3 separate regions of the Mus musculus genome follow, and all the other regions are linked to region 3. A link is a contact called in public Hi-C data. All regions are on one chromosome and are shown on one strand. The core of a region is the stretch at or near the end of the contact, and the rest is flanking DNA. Distances in the headings are between cores, read along the strand shown.

The links. Hi-C and Micro-C count contacts between places; a contact is called where the count stands out from the background.
Region 1: a contact with region 3 is called in a Hi-C map of muscle stem cells, with 4 times the contacts expected there. The contact joins the promoter of Spg20 here to the promoter of Mab21l1 in region 3. A contact is called at or near these places in 2 of 39 promoter capture datasets (cranial neural crest and liver) and 1 of 484 Hi-C or Micro-C datasets (muscle stem cells).
Region 2: a Hi-C map of cerebellum shows a contact between it and region 3, with 1.9 times the contacts expected there. The contact joins the enhancer-like site here to the promoter of Mab21l1 in region 3. A contact is called at or near these places in 3 of 39 promoter capture datasets (the 3T3-L1 cell line and liver) and 1 of 484 Hi-C or Micro-C datasets (cerebellum).

What each region holds. Positions count from the first base shown.
Region 1 is chr3:55,110,670-55,113,369 of GRCm38.p6, forward strand. It overlaps Spg20 (spastic paraplegia 20, spartin (Troyer syndrome) homolog (human)), which reads left to right and starts at 1,439. Exons shown (of 9, transcript NM_144895.2): 1 at 1,439-1,548.
Region 2 is chr3:56,765,842-56,768,541 of GRCm38.p6, forward strand. No RefSeq gene overlaps it. Among named protein-coding and RNA genes, the nearest start is that of Gm32237, 69 kb to the left of the region's middle. Within about 2 kb of position 1,445, at least 1 of the 459 cell types and tissues checked has an H3K27ac peak or open chromatin away from gene starts, as enhancers often do. A contact at or near this core is called in cerebellum, where this site is marked.
Region 3 is chr3:55,781,122-55,783,821 of GRCm38.p6, forward strand. Mab21l1 (mab-21-like 1) reads left to right here and starts at 1,389. Exons shown (of 1, transcript NM_010750.3): 1 at 1,389-2,700. The coding sequence starts at 1,873. All of the region lies in intron 41 of Nbea (neurobeachin), which reads right to left.

The DNA.
Region 1 (2,700 bases), core at 189-2,688, 670 kb before region 3:
TTGAGTGTGTGAGTAACTATAATTGGTAGCAAGTAGATCTGTAGACAAGTGACTTAATTTTATTGCCTGAAGAAATGGAGGGATTCTTTGTCTAACACACACACACACACACACACACACACACACTAGATATGACATTGTAAAATGATTTTGAGCATATGATTTGAAAGCAGTTAAAGAATAAAGGCAGGATGCCATTATAAAATCCTACCTGATTCACTTAAACAAAATAAATAGGAGTGTGTCCTAGTTATATTTGTTGCTATGATTCAGAGGAATAAGAAGAGGTTTAACTCAGGTCACTGGTCCAGGTTATAATCCAGTATTATGAGAAAGTCAAGCAGGAAATCAAACATCTAGATATATCACACCTACAGTCAAGAGCAGGGAGAAAGGAATTAACTCAGGCTTGCCTGCCTGATTGCTTGTGCCTAGTGCATTTTCTCCATTCTTTCAAGGCCTCCTATCTTGGAAATGGTGCTGCCCACAGTGAGCTGGGTCATGCCACATCAATTAACTTAAGACACCCCCCACACATCCAACCTAACGCAGACCATCTCTCATCGGGACTCTACCCAGGTGATTACAGGTGGTGTCAAGAGAGGGAAAGGAATTTTACAACGACTGAATTATTTGAATCAAGATAAATGGATAATTTTATGAACAATTCTAACTAGGGGTAGACTTTGCTGGGCTGGTTTTGGTTACTTAACACTCCCACCAGTAAGGCAGGAGGACCGGAAAAAAAACCATCTTGCCAAACCCTTTTCTGCTTATCTTTTGATTACAGCCATTCTAATGAGACAGAAGTTACATCTCATTTTGATTTGAGTTAGCCTGAAGACTCGTGATAGTCACTATCTTTTGTTTGTTTGTTTGTTTGTTTTCGAGACAGGGTTTCTCAGTATAGCCCTGGCTGTCCCGGAACTCTCTTTGTAGACCAGGCTGGCCTCGAACTCAGAAATCTGCCTGCCTCTGCCTCCAGAGTGCTGGGATTAAAGGCGTGTGCCACCACGCCCGGCGGATTCACTATCTTTTGATATTCTTTCTGGTGGTCTGTATATCTTGTCTAAAGAAGGATCTACTCAAATCTTTTATTCACTTTTAATTGTTGCACTTATAAATTATTATGGTGTGTTCTTTATGGATTACAGAGCAAATAAAAAATAATGACCTCTTCTTCACTGCTGAGCCGTCTCTCCAGCCCCCAGCCTTGTGAGGTTTTTGTTTGTTAGTTTGTTTTGTTTTTATGTCACAGATTTAACACTTTGCACAGGTCAGGCAAGGTCCCAGGTTCCAGGCAACCATTTGTTCTCCCAATCCTCAGTGCCCGACCCAGGTCTCCCCCTGGCGGCCGGAAGCTGTCATTGCCGTGGCACTGCGGGTCCCTTCGGCGGCCCCAGGGCAGCCGGTACGGAGTGCGCAGGCGCGGTCCGACGTGGCCTGGGCCTGGCTGAGGCCGGAGGGTGTGTGGGGCCTGCAGTTGCGCGCTCTCCGTGGGCTCTCGGGCTCGGAGCGGACCGCTGGCTACCCGTGCGCCTTTGGAAGGTCAGAGTGGGCAGAAGCTCAGCTCCGCGCCGGTGTGGTGACGCGTGGGCGGGGCCGGACCTAGAGGGCGTCACGCGGGGCTTTGTGAGCCGGGTCCACCCCGGGACGCCCAGCGGGGGTGGGGGCTGCGGCCCGGGTCCAGGCGGCATCTTGCTGAGAGCCCTTCTGCCAAGGAAGTTTCCAGAAGTCCTGCTGAGGCTATTCCAGCTAGTACTGAAGGAGCCTTCGCCCATCTTTCGTCTCCTACAGCTCTGGCCCGGGGAGCGGCGCTCAGGTCCTAGATCCTCCTGCCCCAGGAACCCGCGCATCCCTGGTGCTGGCCCTCCCATCCTTGGTCCCTTCTTATCCCCGGCGCTGGTCCTTCAATCCTGCGCCCCCGCGCATCCTTGGTGTGCGTTTACCTATCCCTGATCCTCGCTTGTCCCTTGGTTCGGATCCTCCCATCCCTGATCTCTGGTGATCCCTAGTGTGCGTCCGCCACTGTTCCCTCTCCAAACCCCACTGGCTTTCTTGCTCCTCTACAGCTTGTCCAACGTTGGCAGCTGAAAGCGCCAGGAGCCACAACACTGGCAGTGAATGGAGCGGGCATTGGTAATTGGGATACAAGTTTACTGGCTTCCAGCATCTCAAAGGACCCCCGAGGCCTAACTTTAGGTCTAGAAAAGTTTTCTCTGGGAGTGTGTGTGGTTTTGTGAGGCTACTTTATTGCTCTAGTGTACGGCTGGTTCCGTTATTCCCCATGGTTGTGGGATTGCTTAAGGATCCTCGAGATTTGCTTTGTTGTATTATAAACGGAACGGTTTTTGATCGATGAAATGACCCTCGGATACCTAAGAATTTAGCAACTGTTTTAAAATTTTCAGAAGCAATTAAGTGAATAATGAGTGCTCCTAGTTCTGAGGGAACTGGTCTTGGTTGGTGTGCCTTCCTGATGGTCTTAATTGTGTTTGTGGAGGACTTGTTTGAAACAGGAAACCTCTGTATTTTGAGGAATGTGGTTTGTTGCCCACGTGGTGCGCGGTACAATCTGAAACATACAGTTCCCAAGCAAGAAAGAATTGTTGGAATGGTTCTAGAGTTGAACCCTCCCTGACAATCAGTCCCCCATGTTCCCGACCCAGATAGGAGGAGTGAGGGATGTAGCTTAGTACA
Region 2 (2,700 bases), core at 195-2,694, 980 kb after region 3:
AAAGAGAGATTAGAAATTTACACTAAAGATAGACTACCATTTTATAGAGTCAGCTTTTATCTGAGGATTTGGCGTCTTGCTCATTGTCTTGGTTAGATGAGCCACTGCTATTGCCACACTATTGCTATTTTTGTGCTTTGAGATCAAGGTCTCCCAGTCTCATTACTTTGGCATATGGTTCCCTGAAAACTATTGCTGTCTGTGCAGGGGACTGTTCATTATTCAAACAAGCTTTTTTCCTTATTATCTTTTGTAAGCATCAGATGTACTTCCTCGGGGAAAGTGATCTATTTAATGCTGCTACAGATCCTACCCCTGTGGTTCAGCATAGGCTGAGCCTGGATATGTTGTTACTTTCTACCCAGATATATTGAGATGGGAAGGGCATCACTGTGGATTTCTCTCCAGCATATGCAGGTGTGTACACTCTCTAGGCTGAACTTACCTTCCCAGGGTCATAAGGGAATAATTTTTCTCCCTGACACTCCCAGTTCTTTGTAATTTTTCTATCTGGTAATCCTATGGACCACACATTTTGTTGAGAGGCAGGTAAAACATAAAAAAATTATCATCACTAGAAATGAGAAGATTTAAATGTAAGCAATATTACCATTAGGAAAAGACAGAATCTTTTTTTTTCATGTGTGAATAGCTGATGTAATGGAACAAGGTGCCTCTTTCTGTGTATTGCTACGCTAGCTTATTTGAACTGAGCAAAGGTGCTTTAGACTAATTTTGGAAACTTCAATATGGCAATGTGCTAAATTTTAATTATTTCACTTCCTGCTTGTTATATTAATGTTGTGATTGCCCTTGAAAGAGTATGACCTATGATGATTGATGTGAAATGCTGTCAGCTCTGCAGCTCCATCAGTTTCAATTAAAACAAGCCATGGAGAAAGTGCTCAGTCTCTGGAGTTTGTGACACTCAGGATCATTTCAATTCATTTACCCAAAGCATTACCTCTGTGTTTCCTTCTGGGTCTGCCTCTACTATAGCCCAGCTAGCCATGGGGAGAGGAAACTGCCCAGATTCACTCTGCTAACATTGGACTCAGAAAAAATCAGCAAGAAAAATGTATTTGCATGTTTCATCTCTACTTCTCAGATGATGTAGGACATTGGGGTCCATACCCACCCACCCCATTTTTTGAGCTCTTAAGGACTAAACGGGCCCAAAGAAACTATCAAATGGTTACCAATTTCTGATTTCAATGAACAGCACTTTATCAGTCTGTGGCATTTGATCTGTGTTCATGGGGAGTAGTTCATAAAGCATGTGTGTTTTCCAGAGATGAAGTACTGGCTTCAGAGCTCATTAATCTCACTGACATCCACTACGATGATGTCACAGGGCTTTTCACCATGTGTCTCCAGGATCCAGGCACTTTAATTACCAATTTGGCTACAAAGCAATTGAAATCTCCTCTCTACCTGGCAGCCCTTCCTAAATCTAGGCCAAACAGTATTTCTGGCTTTGTCTGCCAAGTCCAATGGGGCTCTTCTTCCTAAGTACTGCAGAGAAAAGCAGCCCAAACTGATTTCAGTGGTGCTTCCATTTTAATCTCCTTTGGAAATCCTTGACCATAAACCGTTTGATTATAAAGTCAAGGGAGGCCAAGCTTGCCAACATGGTGACTGCACGGCTCCCTGAACAGCTTGCCAAGAGCTGGATCTGTGCTCCAGCAAAGATGGTAAGGTTCCTCCCTTTCCTTCTCTTGCTACCTCCTCCCTAACACAAGGTATACGACAGAATCATAGAACTACAGAACTGGTAAGCCAGTCATTATCTTGGTCCTTTCATGGTATGAAATGTACAGTCTATATTTCAGGTCCATCTCCTTCCTCTAGCTCCTCACTAGACACTGGATAAACACACAGAGACAGAGAGCCTCACCACCTCAAATTTTGTCTAGATGCTCTTTTCGTTTGCCCTAAATTGCTTTCTATAGTTGTAATAAACACCATGACCAAAAACAACTTGGGAAGGAAATAGTTTATTTTATCTTACAGCTTATAGGTCGTCATAAAAAGGAGTTCAGGCAGGAACTTGGAGGCAAGAACTGAAGCAGAGGCCATGGAGGGGCCATGGAGGAGCCATGGAGGGGCCTCACTGGCTTGCTTCCTCTGGCTTGGTCAACCTACTTCTTTATGCACCAAGGATGACCTGCCTAGGGGTGGCATTGCCAACAGTGGGCTGGCCCTCCTCCATCCACATACCAATCTGATGGTGGTTCCTCAATGAAGTTTTCTCTTATAAGGTGACTCTAGTTTGTGTCACATTGACAAAAACTAATGATTACAGGACTCAAAAGGCCTTACTCTTTTTTTTTTTTTGAATAATCATTTTGAATTTTAGTTTCAGTCCTGGTTTGTGAACAAATGGTTCTTTCTTAGATGTCCTTGACAATCCTATTACTTTTCATCCTTATTTGCACACGTCCTTCGTGGTGCGATGTATACCACGAATTGAGAGATTACTTGTGAATTTTCTGACTGTCTTGCTCCAAGGAGCCTTCTATCATATCATGCTCAGCCTGGAGCATGATATGGGATGGCAGTGTTACCAGCATCTTAGTCATCTATGACTTTAATCATCTATGTTCAAGAATATCATATTTCAAGCTGGTTAAAACCACTATCCCCTTATTCAATAGACACCTATTTATTTGACACAAGTTGAGATTTTTCTCATTCAAA
Region 3 (2,700 bases), core at 139-2,638:
GTGATGCTTAAAAGGTGGGAGTCTTCAGCAGTAGCCCATTAACAGTGCGTACACAGGTGCTACCATACCCGGGCACTGAAAATTCTCTTAATTTGAAATTAACAGAACTTTGTACTAAAGGCAGAGAACTGAAAACTACGACATAAGCCCTAACTACCCTATCTTTAGTTCATGTGCACTGAGGACTCAACTGGTCATGGTACTGGAAGGAAGAGCGACCTATAAAACCCTCCCTAGGGTTCCAAAATCCAAAAGCTCCTCAGGTTCCAAAAAGAAAAGCTCATTTCTTTGAAATTTCCAAGATGAAACTTAAATAAATAATAAAAATCCCTAACCTGAATGGTTACAAATTATTTTTTTTGGAAGCCATTAGCCATTTTCTCATAATCAAATTATTACATCCCATAAGATTAGGAACCTACTGTTGGTCACCACTGAGGGTTTCTGAGGTGGAAGATCCATCTTTAAGCCTGCAGGGGCAAACAAACTGTAATGGCCACACCTTCCAGTGCCAAGCAAGCTCATCTCTGTGAATTCTCTAGATCCTTCTCTACAAGACAGCTCACTATGAGATGGCACTCAAGCTTTCTCTAAATCTCAGAAAACACCTTCAGGAAGTGTTTCCACTACAGCATACAGCCCTATCTGCTGTCTGGTATTTCAGCACTGGCCAATCTAGCTACAGACAAGGGAAACTGCAAACAGGTGAACTTGTTTTAATTAAAAGGCTCCATTTTTAGTTGGGTAGATATCATCGACTCCGTTGAGCAATACTTCTTAAATTCCTCTCAGCAAATGCAAATGGGGAAAACCTAGGTTAAAAAGAGAAGAGACTCTGCCTAAGGTTTGGAAACATTCTGACTGCGAACACGAACACGAGTGAAGACTAAAGAACTCCCCCAGCTGAAGCCAGCAGTCAGTCAGTAAGCAAAGTTCTAACTTGCACTAAAAAGACCCCAGGGATTAACGGGCATTAATTACCTTACTCTAAATGCAAGTTAGTGACTTTGTTCTAGAAGCCCCTTTGACTTCGCTAATTGGTGGATGACCATTAGTACAACTGGATAGCTCATCAGAGGTGAACAGACAAGTGGGCTTTTCAGCAAAGAGAACCACTTGTCTTCACCAAGTCTTTTCCAAATGTCAATATGCTTCAAGTTATACCAAAGCTGGGAGATTTCATCTTGCTTTTCAACCTGTCTAGGTGGCCTGGGTGGGTTTCTGCCGGCAGCAGTTTCCTACCTTTGGTTTCTATGCTTCTATCCACGAGGGGGGATTAATTAGCCGGGCTGAAGCTGGAGGAGGCTGTCGTGACGAGCCCAGTGGCGATTGGCCGCCCGCCTGCCTGGCCCTGCCTTTATAATTTCCACACGAGTGCATCTGGGCTCTTACACAAACCAACAGCAGCTTCTTCTGACAGACACACACTCACCCCCGACGCACACTCTGCACACTTTTCCTCTACCTGATTAACAGTCCTGCACACACCATGATTACGGGAAAACGTAAATAAATACGGAAAGGGGTGATTATTTTGACTACTGGAAGAGCTTTGCTGGGTCTCAGCATAACTTTTGTTTTTATTACCGAGAAGGTGCTCTCTCCACGCGTCTCTCTCTGACACGGATTCTTTAGCGGAGGGGAGAAAAGGGGAGAGCTCAGCCTTTCACTTTAAGACCCGCTAGTCTCGAGCGGGGGAAAAAAGGCCAGCAGGGCAGGGCGGCCCCCTGCTGCAGCTAGTCCGAGAGAGGCTCGGTGCCTTTTGAGCGTGGTCCCCTTTCTCCACCGAAGTTGGCTCCAGCGCTAGCAGCCGCATTGGATCCCACAGCCTATTGCGAGACTCCGGTGTACAATCCGGATCTCTGCCCCAACATGATCGCGGCCCAGGCCAAGCTGGTCTACCACCTGAATAAGTACTACAACGAGAAATGCCAGGCCAGGAAAGCTGCCATCGCCAAAACCATCCGGGAAGTCTGCAAAGTGGTCTCCGACGTCCTGAAGGAGGTTGAAGTGCAGGAACCGCGTTTCATCAGCTCCCTCAATGAGATGGACAACCGCTACGAGGGCCTGGAGGTTATCTCTCCCACCGAGTTCGAGGTGGTACTCTATCTGAACCAGATGGGGGTGTTTAACTTCGTGGACGACGGCTCCCTGCCTGGCTGTGCGGTGCTGAAACTGAGCGATGGGCGCAAGAGGAGCATGTCCCTCTGGGTGGAATTCATCACCGCCTCTGGCTACCTCTCGGCACGCAAAATCCGTTCCAGGTTTCAGACACTGGTGGCTCAGGCGGTGGACAAGTGTAGCTACAGAGATGTAGTAAAGATGGTGGCTGACACGAGCGAAGTGAAACTGAGAATCCGAGATAGGTATGTGGTGCAGATCACCCCGGCCTTTAAATGCACCGGGATTTGGCCGCGGAGTGCTGCCCACTGGCCGCTTCCCCACATCCCCTGGCCAGGACCCAACCGGGTGGCAGAGGTTAAGGCTGAAGGGTTCAATTTGTTGTCCAAGGAGTGCCACTCCCTGGCCGGCAAGCAGAGTTCGGCTGAGAGCGATGCTTGGGTGCTGCAGTTTGCAGAGGCCGAGAACAGACTGCAGATGGGGGGCTGCAGGAAGAAATGCCTCTCTATCCTGAAAACCCTGCGTGATCGCCACCTGGAGTTGCCAGGCCAGCCCCTGAACAACTACCACATGAAGACT